Linked DNA regions of Gossypium hirsutum: region 2 is linked to region 1. The links are chromatin contacts, called in public Hi-C maps. All regions are on one chromosome and are shown on one strand. The core of a region is the stretch at or near the end of the contact, and the rest is flanking DNA. Distances in the headings are between cores, read along the strand shown. Region 1 has its middle 21 kb from the start of LOC107901318. Region 2 holds the start of LOC107901317 (actin-related protein 6).

What was found. A called contact is a pair of places that touch in the nucleus more often than the background predicts.
Region 2: a Hi-C map of leaf shows a contact between it and region 1, with 2.2 times the contacts expected there. The contact joins the promoter of LOC107901317 here to the enhancer-like site in region 1. A contact is called at or near these places in 4 of 34 Hi-C or Micro-C datasets (all in leaf).

What each region holds. Positions count from the first base shown.
Region 1 is chrD06:8,468,627-8,472,271 of Gossypium_hirsutum_v2.1, forward strand. No RefSeq gene overlaps it. Among protein-coding and RNA genes, the nearest start is that of LOC107901318, 21 kb to the right of the region's middle. Within about 2 kb of position 2,260, at least 2 of the 9 cell types and tissues checked have an H3K27ac peak or open chromatin away from gene starts, as enhancers often do. A contact at or near this core is called in leaf, where this site is marked.
Region 2 is chrD06:8,524,345-8,528,343 of Gossypium_hirsutum_v2.1, forward strand. It overlaps LOC107901317 (actin-related protein 6), which reads left to right and starts at 1,550. Exons shown (of 8, transcript XM_016827263.2): 1 at 1,550-2,356; 2 at 2,479-2,686; 3 at 2,772-2,835; 4 at 2,939-3,023; 5 at 3,128-3,178; 6 at 3,271-3,333; 7 at 3,433-3,564; 8 at 3,657-3,999. The coding sequence starts at 1,671. The coding sequence ends at 3,562.

The sequences.
Region 1 (3,645 bases), core at 1,010-3,509:
TGAATGGAACATGAAATTCAACGATTAGATTGTTAAAATATCAATTGTGGAAAAAAGTTATAAAATGGTGTAAAACCATATTCGTTTAACACTAACTAAGTGGATCCCTCCCATATATATGCTTAAATGGTTATGATGTTGGAGTGGGAATCAAGCTCGTATTATTGAAGGCAACTATAACTTATTTAACATGATAGTTTCTACCCTTTTAAATAAGATTTTTCTACTATGATCTTTTTGTTATTACTTTTGAATAAGCTTGATAGTTTTTAAGAGTAATGATATCTTAGATTCAGTTAGTTATTTTTTGGGAGTATGATTCTTAAAAGTGATTGAGCTTTTATGCATTTGATCTTTGCAATTACTTCAAAAAAAATACACAACTTAGTTTTATCGTCTTTCAAATTTCTATATGGTATCAGAGCATCTAAAGCTCTTAAAAGCCTAATCTTATTTTTATTTTTTTCCTTTCTACTATCTCACGCACAAATAACAAAATTTCTACCCTTCTATTTCACTTAGTCATTTTGAAGCTCGTGTCAATTTTGCTTTAAGTCATTCATCGATCAACTTTTGGAGTTTTTACTCTGATACCTCTTATCATGTGACAGTGAATTCGCACAATCTCCATAAGTATAGGAGAACAGAATAAGCATTTATCCACTTACATATGTTCTTATAAATATAATTTCAAGCTTTTTAACCATTTATGTGCTCATTCCATTAAACAAACATTATCTTTGTTTCAAAATTTTGCCAAAATGATCTAACATCAATTGATTTTTTTCCTTTTAATTTTCTTGTAAAGGATTTGCATACTCAAAAGTCGTTGATGTGGGGTCGAAAACAGAATAAGAATAAACTTTATTAGTGGCCTCCTCTATATAACCCACTATCATTTGCTTATCACTTATCTATCCAAGTTCAAATTCAACTATGGCATCACCAACTAGGTCATCTATATTTAAAAGATCTACATTTTCTTTTGAATAAAATTTCCCTGCCATTCTCTACAAAAGACATTGTTTTTTTGTTGCGTAAGAGAGAGGTAACAAGTGAAGGAGGAGCAATTCCCCTTATATGGGTGGAGAGTCGTGAAGAGATGAGGTAACTAAGATACTATAGTGAGGAGCTGGAGAATTAGGAGAGAGAGAGAAAGAGAAGAGGAAAAAGAAGATCCGTCTACCAAAGAATAGGAGAGGCATATTTAAGTTTGACTACTCCATGCCATGTGTCATCTTTTGATAGGTAGACACGTCATTCAATGGTTACTTATTAAGTTGGCAATGTGATCTAACGTGACTAGATTGCAGGTAATATGGGTGATAAGTGATAGTTATCTGATCAAAATGGCTAGGTTATCAACAGTGGATGAGTGGCATACATGTAATTCCGACAATATGTGTAGGATGAAATATGTAGACCAAGTGGTAGTATTTTTACCCACCAATGCCTTATATGCTATATTGCATGGGTTCAAATCCCACCAAACGCAAATGTTGAGATTTCCTTGGTGGGTGGTTGTGCCCCACGCACGGTCCGCCTTCTCAGGCATCTAACAAGATGTTTTCGCCCTATGAACCCTCACCTCCTTAAGAACTTGAGGTCTTAACAAAGTCATTTTACAAACTTGTTCAGGCTCTTGACAAAGTCGAAAAACAAAACCCTATCGATGACAATATTAACTCGTTAAAATATTTGTCGACTCCCGACAAACAACAATTCAAATATTTCTAAAAAAAATGATCTCATTTCAACTATTTATTATCCTTAAAACAATGGGCTACAATTACAAATTTTGCAAACTCATGTTGGGGACAAAATATTATATAATAGTATAGAAAATATACTTTTTTGTCAATTGAAAAATTCATAGTTTCATTTAATCTTTTTAACCATTTAATTAAATAGAAAAATCATATTTTTAATAAATTAAGTAATATAACAGAACTTTTAACTTTGGCTATCAATGTTATTTTATTTATTTATCATCTCAACCTCTCCACAATATTATTTTTGACATGGACGTTGATTAATCATATTTTAGAAAATAATAGAAGTGAGCCTAATACCATTGTTATAATCACAAGTACATGATGTGATGGAGGAAGCACAAAGTTCCAGAATGTGAAGATTGGTGGCCAACAAAGGTCAAGGCGCCAGCCAACTTCCTAACGCCCGTTTAGTCATTTCATCTACCAAACCATCCTCATCTTATTCTATAATTTTGGTCTCATATGTCTTGGCTTTTCATACGACAATAATTATAGACGATTTTGGTCTCATTCTGATGGACAATCATAAAGGTAAATGCATCCCTATCACTCATTTACTTTCCATTCTTCGATCCTCAACATTGTCGGCATACAAAAATATGTCCTTCGCCTTTCATTTTATTTATTAGATACCCAAATCGGTAGTGACTCGTGAATATATAAAATGTCCGGTTGGAAACTTCTCATTTGCTTCTTAATATTACAATATAAAATATATGTTTTAACATCACAAAAAATTAGTTAAAATGTTACTCATAAGTGTTATTTTATAAAATATTCATTTTTCCCTTAATGACAATTTAAACTCGTAAAATATTAACCTGATTTTTTTACCATGAAATGATTCTTTTCTAAAATAACCATGTTCACTATTTACCAAAAAAGATAAATATTTTTTTAATCGAAAATAAATGTATCAAGTCTACTAAATATATCTTAAAATCATTCACATCAATACCTAGATTGCTAAGCATATTAGAACCAATAATAATAGACTAAACATATTAGAATTTGAATACCAATAATAGAATTACTCATCACTACTTTTGATAAGTTGAAACCAACCATCTTGTATATCTTGGCTTTTCAATTAATGGAAGTTGAACCTTGATATGTGTCTCATCTAAAGCTCCTAAGTAATTCTATCACAATAATGAATGAATAATATAACAATTGGTAATATAAAATTCAAAATGAAATTACCTTCAACATCTTCCATCTTCCATCTTTTAAATAAAAGATGATGAATTCGAAATCAAGACTTTATTAAAATGCCTATTGACCGACTCACCAAACCTACCAATCCAATCCTTACAAGTTCAATTCTTTACGTGGTGGGATAAAATAAAAAGAAACATAGCAACTTGTTCATCAATTTTCATATATCTAGACATCCTAAGTTGGTCGATACAAATTTGCTCATCGTAATAAACAAGTGACCTAATTTCTTCTCTTTTCTTACGGTAATTTAGGTGATATTTTTCATGGCGGGTCTAGGACTTTACATAATAGTACTTGTAGCAATGACAATAATGATTCTATAGATTAATGCTAATAACTCATATAAAGAACATAAAATAACTATTAATTTTTGCCACATTCTTTGCTCCCTACTAAGTGAAATTCTTCCCTATACATCATTTTTATTCAAAACCTAATCCAAGTCGAGCTATCAAAACAACTTGCACAATATTTAAATTATTATAGTTATAATTTAATTTTTGCACAATATATATACATGATGTATATATATATATTTAATTTTCAAAAAATAATTTTATCATATATTTATATTTATATATTCTGCAGTAAAAAATATCAAAAATTTATTATTGATATATTATTATATTTTCCAACATATAATTGAAAA
Region 2 (3,999 bases), core at 300-2,799, 55 kb after region 1:
TGATTGTGGTAATATCCTATAACTCGGGTTCAAAGATCGAACTAGGTGAGGGATGTTACAATATCGGTTCAAATGTAAATCATACATGGTTATATGAGCTAGCAGAAGGACCGACTGAATATATAAATTGGGCTCATATAATTTGTAATCATGTTCTAACTTTTCGTCTATTAATTACAACATTACGTAGTCATGTAGTCAATCTACTAGATGTACCATGATTGAACTCTCCCCATTATATATTGTTACAAAAGCTTTTTATCAAGTGCTCGTCCAATAACCTTGTCATATGTATGTTATACTCATAGGCTACCCTTAATCTCTTTGGGTTCAATCCATTCACCAAATATGATCTTATTTTTATCTCATGATAATCATTACATTTTTTTTTATGAAAGGTTAATAAATAACACATAATAATCAAATCATCCGTCTTAGAAAAATGACCCTTGGCTACGTTATTTTTCCATCTATCGTATAATGCCAATGAGAGGATATCATTTACCTTTTAATGGGCTATGAGTTTCGCTATTGTAAATGAAGTCATGTCATGAAGAAGTTGTATATCCAACGTACCAACTTTCGGCTTTATTACCAATTGAACTCAACCTTTCAATACACCAAAGTATACGAGTCACACACACATAGTGCTCACTGACTAAGGATTGAGGTAAGTCACACTATAAACATCAGAAGCGAATAAATCCATAAAAAAAATAAAGATTTATTTCACTTGGGTCATGTCCAATGTATTGTCAGTCCAGAAAATCATATCTATGTCTCTATTTTTTAGAAGTCATTCTCTCCGATACTTAAGACAATTTATCTCCTTGCTTGGACTTGATAGACATCATAATAGTCTTTGAACCGATTTGCTCAATTTTTTTTCATCAAATTATGGACCATTTAGATTAGCTATTAATATAAGTTGTCTTCTCACATTATGATCAGACCACATAATGCAACTTAATATTATCAAAATATTAGGTAATCAGTGAACCAATATTTGCTTATTCATTTTACTTTGCATGCAAAATCTGTTGAGGACAAATACAAATGATATTAATGTGAAAGATGAAACTTTATTAAACCATACTGTTTAAAAATTACAAGTACATTATGATGAAAAACTACGCTAAGGATACTAAATCTCAAGATATTTTAAACATGTTTTTTTAATAATTTTTAAAAGTTATATATTTTTGAAATCTTTTAATTTTTAAATATTTGTTGATGTGGCAACCAAATATCGCTATTTGGTTGCATCGTTAGGTCATCACTTAAAAGTAGAAATGAATGAGTTTTTTAACAAAATGACCATATTGCTCTTTAATCTAAAGTATATAGATTAATTTATCTATTTTTTAAGTAAAGAGAGTAAAATGTAGTCCGATTTTTGATATAGAGGTTTCCATGATATATTTATTTAATCTTACTCATGTTTTAATTTCGCCTCACTTAACAACACATTTTTAAATAAATAGGAAAAAATGTAATTAGTCTCTCTTACTTTTAAATAAATAAGGCAAAATGACCAAAATTTTAAAATGAGTAAACAAGTGTACACGCTAGAAGACCAGGATTCAGGATAAGGATATAAAATTTTATTATTTTAACAATAAAAATAAATCGAATTATAGAATCAAATTGGTTCGTTCCTTTTCACCCCAATGTCAAACGTCGTCGTACTCGATAACGGCGGTGGCCTGATTAAAGCGGGCCAAGGAGGCGAGCGCGATCCCGCCGTCGTAATTCCCAACTGTCTCTACCGACCTCTTACCTCCAAAAAGTTCCTCCACCCCACCACTACCACCGAAGAAGACCTTACCTCCGCCGCTATCCGCCGCCCCATCGACCGAGGCTACCTAATCAACCCCGATCTCCAACGCGACATCTGGTCCCACCTCTTCAACTCCCTCCTCCACGTTTCCCCTTCCTCTTCCTCCCTCCTCCTAACCGAGCCCCTCTTTTCCCTCCCTTCCATCCAACGCTCCACCGACGAACTCATCTTCGAAGACTTCGGCTTCAACTCCCTCTTCGTCGCCGATTCTCCTTCCCTCGCCCACCTCTACGAGTCCAGCCGCCGTCCTGACAGCCTGCTTTCCGAGGCGCAGTGTAGTTTGGTGGTCGACTGTGGGTTCTCCTTTACCCACGTTGCCCCTGTCTTTCAGAACTGTACCTTGAATTATGGGGTGAAGAGGATAGATTTGGGTGGGAAAGCCTTGACTAATTATCTCAAGGAATTGGTTTCGTATCGCTCCATTAACGTGATGGATGAAACCTTTCTAATGGACGATGTTAAAGAGAAGCTCTGCTTTGTTTCTCTTGATGTTGAAACAGATCTCCAGATTGCCAGGTATAAAACAGAGATTACTACATTTCTTTATATACATATTTCCTTCAATGTCGATTGCAATATGTGATGAATAAGCAATTGTTTCTGCTATTTTTTTAAACGATGTAGACAAATCATTACAGGAAACAAGGAAAAGACAACCTTTTTAGATGTACCTATGTATTGCCTGATGGTGTGACTCACAAAAAGGGTTATGTTGAAGACCCTGAAGCAGCCCAGAGGCATCTCAGAGCCTCTCCATCAGCTGCCATGGAACCAAACAAAGAGGCATATCAGTTGGAAACTATCGCCAAGACTGAGGAGAGGAAGAGGGTGGATTTAACAAAAAATGTAGTGTTCCAACTTTCTCTTTCTTCTTATGTGTTACATTTTCTGCCTGCACATTTTCAATGATGTTCTTGGCTTCCTTGTGTAGGAGTTTGACTTAATGAATGAACGGTTTCTCGTTCCGGAGATGATCTTCCAACCTGCAGATTTGGGTATGTATAGCTTTAGGTTTTCCATTTCATTTGGGAATCGATCAATGACGTAAGATCAATGATGTAAGAAATGCGGACATTGTTTTTTCATCTCTTGTTGCAGGAATGAATGAGGCCGGACTAGCAGAATGCATTGTTCGAGCTGTCAATGCGTGCCATTCTTATCTTCGCCCTGTACTTTATCAAAGGTGGTTTTATGTTCTTCTAAGTGCAACCTTGAAAAATATACATGTCTTTCAAGTTTAATTAACTCATGCCACTTACAAGTGTTTTTCGTCCTGTGCTTGAACAGCATTATATTGACCGGTGGAAGTACATTGTTTCCTCGATTTGCCGAAAGACTGTAAGCTTGATTCCTGCACCATTAGACTGTATTAATCCCAATTTAAGAGACGACACTGTGATTTACAGTCATAGTTATATTCTAAATTTCAGACAAAAGGATCTTCGCCCTCTTGTCCCACATGAGTATCAAGTGAAGATAACAACTCAAAACGAGTAAATTCTCTAACTTGTATATAAGTTGTTAATATGTACATGTCTCTGCAAAGTTATTTCTATCCATTTGGTAAAAATCTTCGGGGATATGCTTGTCAGTCCGATCCTAGATGTGTGGCGTGGAGGTTCACTTTTGGTATCGAGTCCCAATTTTGAATCAACATGTGTCACCAAGGCTGAGTATGAAGAGCATGGATCGGCTCGATGTCGGAGGAGATACTTTCATTGAAGGTATGTTATCTGAACCAATGCAATGCATCTGTGTATGTAGCATTTAGGTTTCGGGTTTAAGGTTCTTGGATTCTCTTCTACTGTACATGAAGGAAGATGTTGCTGGATATCAACTGGCTGTTATAAGAGCTTGAGCGTATCTTCCATGGTGAACAGCATTCTTTCCACGAAGGGTCGATCTCATATGCTCGCATCAAACTTGATTTGGTAAATTACTAAAATTTGAGCTCTTGAATCAATGTGTTTTCCTTGTGGAAATGAATTTCTCCACAATTAGCCAGGCATTTAAGAGGTTAGCTTTGTGAAAATGCAACGATGGGCCACAATCACTGAAGAATATATGACTCGATTGATGGACTTGTATTTATATAGGTAGTTGCTCGACTAAATTGGTGTTGGGTTAATTGGACATCAATTCAGTTGGGAAATGAGTAG